3 separate regions of the Mus musculus genome follow, and all the other regions are linked to region 1. A link is a contact called in public Hi-C and promoter capture Hi-C data. All regions are on one chromosome and are shown on one strand. Each heading gives the region's core, a stretch centred on a gene start, on an enhancer-like site or on the middle of the called end of the contact. The rest is flanking DNA. Distances are from core to core; before and after follow the strand shown. Region 1 holds the start of Stat5a (signal transducer and activator of transcription 5A). Region 2 overlaps Stat5b (signal transducer and activator of transcription 5B). Region 3 overlaps Stat3 (signal transducer and activator of transcription 3).

Region 1 (3,323 bases), core at 38-2,537:
GTGGCTGCAGCCTAGATCCTCTGTCCACGCGCCGCGGGCGGAGTCACGGCGACCCACCCACCTGGTGCTGCGGAGCGCCTGCGGCTGTCGCTCCAGGCCGGGGCTTCTGACGGCTCCTGACGGCTCTTGACGGCGGCGGCGGTGGAGGCTGTTACTACAGGAAGGAGCAGAGAGCAGCGATTTCCTCCTCAAAGGTCAGCTGCCTCCGATAGACCAAACACAGCGCGCGAGCTCGCCCCAGCACCCCTCCCAGCAGCGGTCGCTCCCTCCTTGCCTCCGCCCTCGATTACCGGCGCCCCGGCGAGTGCGCCAGGGCGCCCCGCTTACAAGACCGACCACTAGGCTGGGCGGCGCTGGGCTGAGGACAGCCCCTACAGCGGGGTGCCCCCTCCCTACACACACACTGGGACTCCCGGTCTGTGCTCCCCTGCGGCTCCGGGGGTGGGTGGGTGGGGAATGAGGGAGGAGCGTCCTGGGACAGCTGAACTGGAGCAGCCAGAGGGTGCCGGGAAGTCCCAAACTCTGAAAATCCCTAACTAGGGCCTCAGTTTTATCATCTGTTAAAAATAAATAAATAAAATAAAAGAGGGGGAGGAAGAAAAGAAAAAAAAATCTACCTAGAGATGGCTCCTACCTCTGGAGTCAACTAGTCTGTCTCTAGATTTACAAAGTTTTGTGTGTGTGTGTGTGTGTGTGTACACGCGCATGTTCAGGTAAGGGTGCATGTGGCTTCTATGCCTGCAGAGTCAAAACTTTAGAAGGACTGGCGATCCCAGAGAAGCCAAGCCTACTTCTAAGGTCTCCCACCTAGCATGACTTCCACCACATGACCTTCCCCCTTAAAGCCGAGCAAGAAAGACCTTGGTAATCATAGGTTTCAACCCCCCACACCCCCTTCTGACCTTTGCAGGTAAGAAACGTCAATCCAGAGAAGAGAAGGGGCCTGCCCAGGACCTCACTGTGGTCACATCACAGTCTCATCATCAGACTGTGACCCACAAACCACTCGGGAGTCCATCCAGTGACCTAGAAGGGTCACACCTGAAGCTGGTCCTACCTTCTAAACAGGCGCAGGAAGGGGTAGCCGGCACTTTCTAACTTCACATCTGCCTGCAGACTTTGCCGGGCAGCAGACCTGCTCCCTGGAGCTTTGCCTGGATCATAGTCCCCATCCCGAAGAGTTCCCCTCAAGGCCCAGGGGTTGGACAAGGCCAGGCTGGAAGTCTGCCATCCCCTTTGCCCAGCTTCCCTCTCCTCTGGGCCTCCTCTCTGCCTGGAAGTTGGCATGGGCAGTACCAAAGGAGGGGCCAGCCTGGCTGCCTACTCGAATACCATCCGGGCCAAGACCCAGTGGCCTGGAGGGATCATTTTAATTGGCTTCCTCTCTTACTAATTTCTTCTTGTATCTTTTCTTTCCATTCCGAGTTCCTGATCCTTCTTTCTGGTCTTTGGACCTCCTCTTTTACTCTTTTTTTTTTTTTTTTCAACTTTAGAGGTGGGGAAAACCTGAACCTTTTCTGCAGAAGTTGAAATGTCTGGGCTGTCCCCGCCCTCTGTGTGTGGTCACAGTGACTTTACTTGGCAGGATCACGAGGAAAGGAATTGAAAACAGGGGGGGGGGGGGTTTGCAAGGAGGATCAGAGGATGGGAGAGACCTTGCTCTTCAGATGCTCTGCCAGGACCAGGTAGGGTAAGGGGCTCAGGAGGAGTAGGCATAAGCCTTTTCCCGTCTTTCCCCTCTACTCTGTACAATGGATTGACCGGGAGCCAGTTAGACCCTCCGCTCCAGATGAACATCAACATGCAAAGCTGCCAGTGGCCTTAAAGGTGACTTTACCAATGGGAACAATAAAAGGCCAGATAGGGGAAGTGACTTGACCAGACTCTTGGAGCCAGTGTGACAGATCCAAGCCCATTGCCTCATGGTAGGTGGACCCCACTTGGCACCTGTGTCCCCCAGTCTTTCACAGTGGACGTGACAGTAGATTCATTAGGTTTCCTAAGTTCTCTGAGCTACATCTGTAGGCAGAGGACCACGCTGGTCATGCCCTCCATCTGGACACCTGAGAGTGGGTGTGGTACAAGAACTGCCCACCCACTTCCAGGCATTGACTTCTCCAGACCCCTCCCCCAGGACCCACAGAAGTCTGGGGCTCCCACATCTGGCTGGGCTGGGCTGGGCTTGCTGGGAAGGTGGTTAGGCCTGCTTACTCAAAAGCTAGCGGGGAGGTGCCACCCAGCAGAAGTGTAGGAGAGTCTGCAGAACCCACTCATGTCCCCAGACCTTACCAGGACCCAAAGGTAGCTGGCTCCCTGCCTTGCTTCTGGCTCTCTCCTCATTGGGCCGTTTTGAGGTTCCTAATCCTTGTATCTTTAAACATCATTTTCTTGTTTCTTATCACTATTGTGTGTGCATATGCTGTGGCCCTCCTGTGGAGGGAACAACAACCATGGAATAATGTCTCTCTGTCAACCGTGCTTGCCAAACTTGCTTGGCAAGCGCCTTTACCCACTGAGACGTTTTGCCAGTTCATCTGGTTGCATCTTCCACTGCTCCATTCTACCTTTTTCTATGCCTCTGCTATCTCGAAGATACTCACTGGGCAGGTGGGGTGTGGGGCAATTTTACAGCTTTCCCAAGATGGGCGCTGAGGAAGGAGGCTGTTGAGTTAGGTTGGTGACAGAGGTGTCTGTGGTTCTGACTCCAGATAATACAGTTACCCGGAAGTGTCACATTTGGGTTTTGGTAGTTGTTGTTGTGGTTGTTGTTTATTTGGGGTTTTTTGGGGGGGGGGTTGTTGTTTGTTTGTTTTTTGCTTTCAGTCCTTTGGTTTGGTCTCTGTTATTTCTCACCACAAAGCATCCTGGTGGTTTTAGGGGATCAAGCTCTAAGGGAGAAAACTGAATTCGGAGGGAAAGGAGTTAAGAAGATCAGAAATACCTGGTACCTGTGTAGACCTGGAAGTAGCAACTGGCTTCTTCCCTCGGACAGTGTTCTCCCCTCTGATAGTGCTTCTTCTCTTCCCTCAAACAGTGCTTCTCCCCTCAGACAGTGCTTCTTCCCTCGGACAGTGCTTCTCCCCTCGGACAGTGCTTCTTCTCTTCCCTCAAACAGTGCTTCTCCCCTCAGACAGTGCTTCTCCCCTCAGACAGTGCTTCTCCCCTTGGACAGTGCTTCATCCCCAATTTTGGGTTGCAATATTCATTGGGGTAAGAGAGGATTCAAAACAAAATCAAACAAGATAGCCCAAAATGTTGGTATGTACTTTGTAATCTTGGCCCTGGGGCTATGAAGACAAGTGGTGTCCCTGAGCCTCACGACC
Region 2 (3,308 bases), core at 671-3,170, 42 kb after region 1:
GCCGGGGGCCATGCTGATGGTCTCTGTGCTTCCAGGGTGTATGAGCTGCAGGGGCGGGCACTGCTGCTTGTCTCGTCACGATTCCTCGTGATTCATCTTAGCATGTCAAGTCTGAAAATGTAGAGTGCCACTCTGCCCGCCCTATGGGTGGGGTTGCCCAGCCCCTCCGTTAGAGTGTTGTCCACCCGATTCACCTACTGATGTGCCTTTTCCTTTCTTTTTTTTGTTTTTGAGGTCCAGGGAACTGATAGCAGGGCCTTGTGCCTTCTAGGCCAGAGCTCTACCAGTGGGCCGTGTCTCCAACTCCTTCTCATTCTGTGACTAGTAAGAAGCGTGCAAAGGCAAGAACATCCTGTGCCCAGAGATGGATGTTATCTATGGCTTCTGCAGCTTTGATGCTCCTTGTCTGAGTCTACTGTGTGTGTGTATGTGTCTGTGTGTGTCTCTGTGTGTGTGTCTGTGTGTATCTCTGTGTGTATCTCTGTGTGTGTCTCTGTGTGTGTCTGTGTGTGTGGGTATGTCTGTGTGTATCTGTGTGTGTGTCTCTGTGTGTGTCTGTGTGTATCTGTGTGTGTGTGTGTCTGTGTCTCTGTGTGTGTATCTCTTTGTGTGTCTCTGTGTGTGTGTCTGTGTCTCTGTGTGTATATCTGTGTGTGTGTCTCCGTGTGTGTGTCTGTATCTCTGTGTATGTATCTCTGTGTGTGTCTGTGTGTATGTGTATCTCTGTGTGTGTCTCTGTGTGTGTGTCTCTGTGTATCTCTGTGTGTGTCCAAGTGCACGCATGTATGTGCACAAGTCTATAGAGGCCAGAGATCAATGTTGGGTGCCTTCCTCAATTGCTTTACAGCAGCAGTTCTCAACCTCTCTGGGGGTTGAACGACCCTTTCACCAAAGCCCATGAGAAAACACCGATATTTATATTACAACGCGTAACAGTATCAAAACTACAGTTATGGAATAGCACAAAAATAGTTTTATGGTTGGGGGCTCACCACAACATGAGGAACCATATTAAGGGTCGCAGCGTTAGGGAAGTTGAGACTGGGTATCTCAGTGAGCCTGGAGCTTGCCCACTGAGCTGTGGGGGCCAGCAAGCTCCAAGGATCCTTCTGAATGCCTTCCCAGAACTGGGAGCACAAGTGCCTGCTGTTCTTTAACATGGGTCCTGGGAATTGAACTCAGATCCTAAAGACAGCACAGTGAGTGCTTTGCCAACCAGGAGCCGTCTCCCCAGCCCAGCCTGCTTTCTTTTTGAGGGAGCACGTGTTTTAATATAAACATGGTTGTATTTAGGTGAGAAGTTTAAATATGCGAGAATCCACTGATGTGTGCTTACTCTCTGCACGCAGCAAATAGCCACCCAACCCCCGCGCCCCCCTTTTACCTTCTGTCCTGTCCTTCTGTTCATTACCTCTCTTCTTCCCAAAGCGACACACGGTGGGTGAAGATTTATGACTGTCTTCCCAGAATTTTATTATCTGTGTTGCCCGGGCAAATTTTTTCCTTTTTTGTTTCTTTGTGGGCCACTTTCACTCCTGTTCCCTTCTCATGGGCTTATGATTTTTTTTTTCTCCCCTGAAAGAGAATCTTCTTTCTGGTTGCTTATAAGCTAGTGGTTAGGTTGTTTTGTTTTGTTTTGTTTTGTTTAAAGGGCAGATGGTGCTAGTATTGACCTACTTTTAGATGTGGTCATTTACCCTAACCTTGCTCGGTCAGGCCAGTATGAACACAGTCTTAATCTTCTAACACTGTGTTTCATATTTTCTGTCTCTCAAAGTCCTTGTATTCGGTGACCACTCAACACAGTAATGATGTTGACATTGACAGTGAGAGCATCCACATGACCAGAGACCTGGTCCCTTATCCCCCTCCCAGGATCCCTCAGTTCTCAGCGGGTGCTGGGAGGTTTAACCATTTGCAATGCTGGCACCTTGCCTGGAACTTTTCAGATCAGAACCAATGTTTATCCATTGAGTCCATCTGCCAACTGTCCCTAGCCTTTGCTAAAACCAGAGTCTCCCAACACTGGGTTTCTCCTCTCTCTTTAAATTATTAAGTGTGACAACGTGTGCACAAGCACAGAGGGTGACATGACAACTCACCACAAGTTCTCAGGACACAGGCGGTGCTGGGCAGTGGCAACAGGGCACTGCACAGTCAGGGCCTCTTGGCACTGAGAGATGGGGTCATCTTGGTAATGGCATTAAGGGCATGTGCCACCAGGCCTAGCTTTTTTCTCTTTTTCAGTTACAGCTTTATTGAGATAGAATCACGTGTTATAAAATTCACCTTTTTATTTAGTTTGGGGTGTGTGTGTCTGTCTGTCTGTACCATGGCATGCTTGTGGAGGTCAGATGACAGCTAATGGATGTTTGCTCTTCACTCCACTATGGGTTTCAGGGGTCAAACTCAGGTCATCAGACTTGAATGACCAATGCTTTTACCTGAGAGCCATTTCCCTGGCCCCATCAACATTCTAAAATGTCCAGAATTCAGTCTCCCGGGCGTTGTAGTCCATTACCACTGTCCAGCCCAGCCTTAATGTGTTTTCCTCACTTCCTCGCTTCCCCAAAAGTTCAACCTCACTCTTTTCTGTGGCTCTGAATTTGCCTATTGTAGAATCACAGTGTAGTTCAGGAAGTTTGTCCTCCACAGTTTTCAGTGTTCTCCTTCTGAGTTGGGGGAACAGGACTCACAGTGCCCCTGCCCCACCCTTCCATAGGTTCTTGTCTGTAAAGCCCTTGTGTCAGCGGGACTGATTAAGAAATCAGAGTATCTGGGACTGGAGAGATGACTTAGCAATTAAGAGCACTGGCTGCTCCTCCACAGATCCTGAGTTCAAGTCCCAGCCACCACAGGGAGGTTCATAGCCATCTATAATGTGATCTATACATAAAAAGGGAAGGAAGGAATGAAAGAAGGGAGGAAGGGAGGGAGGAAGGAAGGAAGAAGAGTATTAGGGCCAGCAAAATGACTCAGTGGATAATGATGATTGCCACCAAGCCTGACATCCTGAGTTTGATCCCCAGCACAACACACAGTAGGAGAACAAACCCCCTACAAGTTATTCTCTAACTGCCAAAGGCGTGCTATGGTGTGTGCGCACACACGTGCATACGCGTGCGCACACAAATGCAATAAAAATAAGAAAAAGAATACCTTATTCTTAAAGGAAGGTAACTTTTGTCCTGTGGAGCATTAGGAAGCAGGAGGATAGCAGGAGCTGCTCATCAATCAGATGAAGTTTGGAAAAGCTTGTTGGTGGGGTGAAGATGGAGGTGGGGAGAAGGAAGTGCTAAGTGTAAGTG
Region 3 (3,055 bases), core at 510-3,009, 57 kb before region 1:
TCTCCTCGGTAAGATGAAGATAAAATATTGTCTTGACCAATGAGATGGCTCAACAGGTAAAGGTGCTTGCAGCTGAGCCCGACAGCTTACGTTTGATCCCTACCACCCACACAGTGGGAGGAGAGAAATGACTCCTTGAAGATTGTCTTCTGGATGCACCACATCATCATTATCATCAATGGTTAGCACAAAGATGAGATGAAAGTTCCACACGGTATTCAGCTATAGATACTGGTTTTCTTCTTTTCTTTCTTCCTTCTTTTTTTTTTTTTTTTTTTTTTTTTTTTGAAGACAGGGTCTCATGTAGCCCAGGCTATCTTCAAATTCACTGTATAATAAGGATGACCTTGAACTTCTGATGCTTTTGCCTCCACCTCCCGAGTGCTTGCGTGTGCACATCTCCATGCCATGCCTGGTTTTATGTGGTGTTGGCAGTGGAACCCAGGGCCTCGTACGTGCTAGGGAATCTCTTCACTAACTCAGCTACACCTCTAGCTTTTGGATTGTTCTTCAACCAAGGCTCTTGTTGACATTCATCTTTTTATTTTGAATAGTACTTAGTGGGTTTTTCATTGTATGCTGCTGGTGGTGGTTTTAAGACAGGGTCTAGCATAGTCCAGGTTGGCTTCAAACTCACCATTTAGTGGAAGGATGTCCTTAAACTGATCTTCCCATATCTAAGCTCTAAGGATAGGAATTGAAAGCATGCATTTTCATCTTTAGTGTTATTAGGCCTAGAGCTATCCTGTGCAAAATATGTGTGGAGAGATTTGATCATCTTCAGACATCTGTCCTGAGGTAGGGTCACCAGATGCTAATTCCCCCCACCCCACCCCCAGGATATGACAGCAGGGTCCATTATAATGCACGTGCTTCTCCATATCAGGGAAAGCTCTGTGGTTGTCTCTGATAACACCTAGGGAATTGGATGAACTGTTTGCTCTTTGGCTTCCTGAGGCACTGAGAAATGGAATTCCTGTTAAATGAGAGGGTCAAAGACTCAGAAGGAGCAACTACTGTTCACCTGTGACGTCACTTAAGTTTAGTACCATCCTTCCGAGGCGGGGTAGTCCCTGTTGTGCTGAAGAGGAGGCCTATTCAGCAGTCAAGCCTTGTAGAGAGAGTGGAAGGGTCACAGCCTGGGGAGGTGACCTTACGCACAAACTGAGTCCTTTTCCTTTTTTCTAGAGCTAGAGGCAGCTCTGACCGTCGACTTAGTGGTTGACAAAGCACGTCTGGCTGTGTCAATCTAAAGGTTTGCTGTCTTCTGGCTCCTTTTATCTACAATATTTGAAATCAAATATGGTGCATATCCCATATCAGTTATGGATTTTTGTAGTAAATATTTAATCTCAATTGGGGGTTTCTACCCCACCTTAGATCATTTAGTTCCCAGATAAAAGACCCAAAACTTTTATATTTATAATAAGCCTTAAACAACACTAAAGCTGAGCAGATATCATCTCTCTGTGTCTATTTTGTCTACTTTCAGGCAAATAACCCTGAGCTATGACTTGCCGTGTTCCACTTGAGCCGCTCTTACTCCACTGGCCAGCCCTCATGGCCAGATCTCACAATCTCTTACCCCATGGTGTCTTCCTCTCTCCACCTTCTCTCTCTTCCCTTTCATGGTCCTTTCTCTGACCCCAAGCCCAGAAACCAAAATTCTACCCACCTCTCTTCTGCCCAGCTATAGGCTGTAGGTGTCTTAGTCAACCAATAGTTTTAAACTAAGGAGCAAAGTTGCATAACATGACTTGGTGTGTTTGAGGATTTCCTCATCCCTGGGGCAACCGACCCTGGGGCCAGTATTCCGCATCACAGTACATAGGAATAGGTCAGTGCATTATTTGTTTTGTGTTCTCTCTGTCTCCTTCCCCTACCCCCCTTTTTCCTGACTTTCATGCTGGAAGTGAAGAGGAAGTGGTGAATCACACCTTTAATCCTAGTACCCAGGAGGCCAGGCAGGCAGATCTCTTGATGTTGAGGCCAGTCTGCTCTACATATCCAATTTCAGGTCAGCCCGAGCTACATATATGGCCCCAAAGAAGGCTTTTTGACACACTGTGAAATTGAACAGGAATTGTCCTCTTTTAAAGATAGAGTCCCACTTAGCTCAGGTGGGCACTGAACTTATTATGTAGCTGAGGCAGACTTTAAACTCCTGAGCCTGCTGTTTCTTCCTTCCGAATGCTGGGATTAAGGGTGAGTCCCATTACACTCGCTTCAGAAATGTCTCTGTATCACTTTCTGTTGTGGATTTTTATTTGCATTTGCATTTTGTCCCTCTCTTCATCCTCCATTTTAGGTTTACTGGTTCATTTATGTTCATACATGTCTTAGAGAGTTTAGGAAGTTGTGTGATTAAATCCCTTCTATCTGTGGTCTCCTGTGGTTCCCCTAGTTTCTTTAGACTGAACTATACAAATGAGGACTGTTACTTTAATGATAATTTTTCTATTAAGAAGTTCCTTATTAGACTGAAATTATTTTCCTTATGACTTACTGTTGGTAGGTTATTCCCCACAGGGCTAAGAAATTGCTGTTTGGAAAAGTCTAGAAGGATTTGGTGACATGCTGTTTCATTTTCCTTTTCTCTTGAGCTATAGAAACTAGGATCATCAGGGACTAGAGAGATAGCTTGTTAGTTGAGAGCACTGACTGCTCTTACAAAGAACACAAGTTCAGTTTCTAGCACCCTCATGGCCATTCATCATCCAACTGTAACTCTACTTTCAGGAAATTCAGCGCTCGTGTCTGGCCTCTGCTGGTACACACACAAACACACACACTGCACATATATAATATGTAAGCAAAACTTTTATATACATAAAATAATAAATCTCTTAAAACAGAAGAAAATAGGGTCACAGCATCTTAGTTACTGTTCTGTGGCTGTGAAGAGACCCATGACCAAAACAGCTCTTACTAAAGAAAGCATTTAATTTGGGGCTTGCGTACAGTTTTAGACGGTTAAGCACTGCTCATCATGACAGGAAGCAGTCTGGCAAGGGACAGTAGCTGAGAACTTTATATCCTCACAGTAGCAGGCAGA

The links. Promoter capture Hi-C pulls out the DNA fragments that hold promoters and counts their contacts. A called contact is a pair of places that touch in the nucleus more often than the background predicts.
Region 2: a Hi-C map of bone marrow-derived macrophages shows a contact between it and region 1, with 91 read pairs. The contact joins the enhancer-like site here to the promoter of Stat5a in region 1. A contact is called at or near these places in 18 of 39 promoter capture datasets (the 3T3-L1 cell line, 3T3-L1-derived adipocytes, the C10 cell line and 10 more), 1 of 15 datasets of contacts at CTCF or cohesin (CD8 T cells), 61 of 484 Hi-C or Micro-C datasets (B cells, CD4 T cells, CD4 single positive thymocytes and 36 more), 26 of 115 datasets of contacts at active chromatin or transcription factors (the 230-238 cell line, CD8 T cells, the HPC-7 cell line and 15 more) and 6 of 9 other capture datasets (adipose tissue, bone marrow-derived macrophages, embryonic stem cells and 3 more).
Region 3: a contact with region 1 is called in a promoter capture Hi-C map of erythroid cells, with 3 times the contacts expected there. The contact joins the enhancer-like site here to the promoter of Stat5a in region 1. A contact is called at or near these places in 2 of 39 promoter capture datasets (embryonic stem cells and erythroid cells), 1 of 15 datasets of contacts at CTCF or cohesin (CD8 T cells), 1 of 484 Hi-C or Micro-C datasets (bone marrow-derived macrophages), 8 of 115 datasets of contacts at active chromatin or transcription factors (CD8 T cells, bone marrow-derived macrophages, embryonic fibroblasts and 3 more) and 3 of 9 other capture datasets (adipose tissue, liver and pancreatic islet).

The regions. Positions count from the first base shown.
Region 1 is chr11:100,857,315-100,860,637 of GRCm38.p6, reverse strand. It overlaps Stat5a (signal transducer and activator of transcription 5A), which reads right to left and starts at 1,287. Exons shown (of 20, transcript NM_011488.3): 1 at 1,058-1,287; 2 at 62-154. It also overlaps a transcript of Stat5b not described here.
Region 2 is chr11:100,815,588-100,818,895 of GRCm38.p6, reverse strand. All of the region lies in intron 1 of Stat5b (signal transducer and activator of transcription 5B), which reads left to right. Among named protein-coding and RNA genes, the nearest start is that of Stat5b, 33 kb to the left of the region's middle. Within about 2 kb of position 1,920, at least 19 of the 459 cell types and tissues checked have an H3K27ac peak or open chromatin away from gene starts, as enhancers often do. A contact at or near this core is called in the G1E-ER4 cell line, bone marrow-derived macrophages, liver and 3 more, where this site is marked.
Region 3 is chr11:100,915,340-100,918,394 of GRCm38.p6, reverse strand. All of the region lies in intron 1 of Stat3 (signal transducer and activator of transcription 3), which reads left to right. Among named protein-coding and RNA genes, the nearest start is that of Gm46295, 21 kb to the left of the region's middle. Within about 2 kb of position 1,759, at least 20 of the 459 cell types and tissues checked have an H3K27ac peak or open chromatin away from gene starts, as enhancers often do. A contact at or near this core is called in erythroid cells and liver, where this site is marked.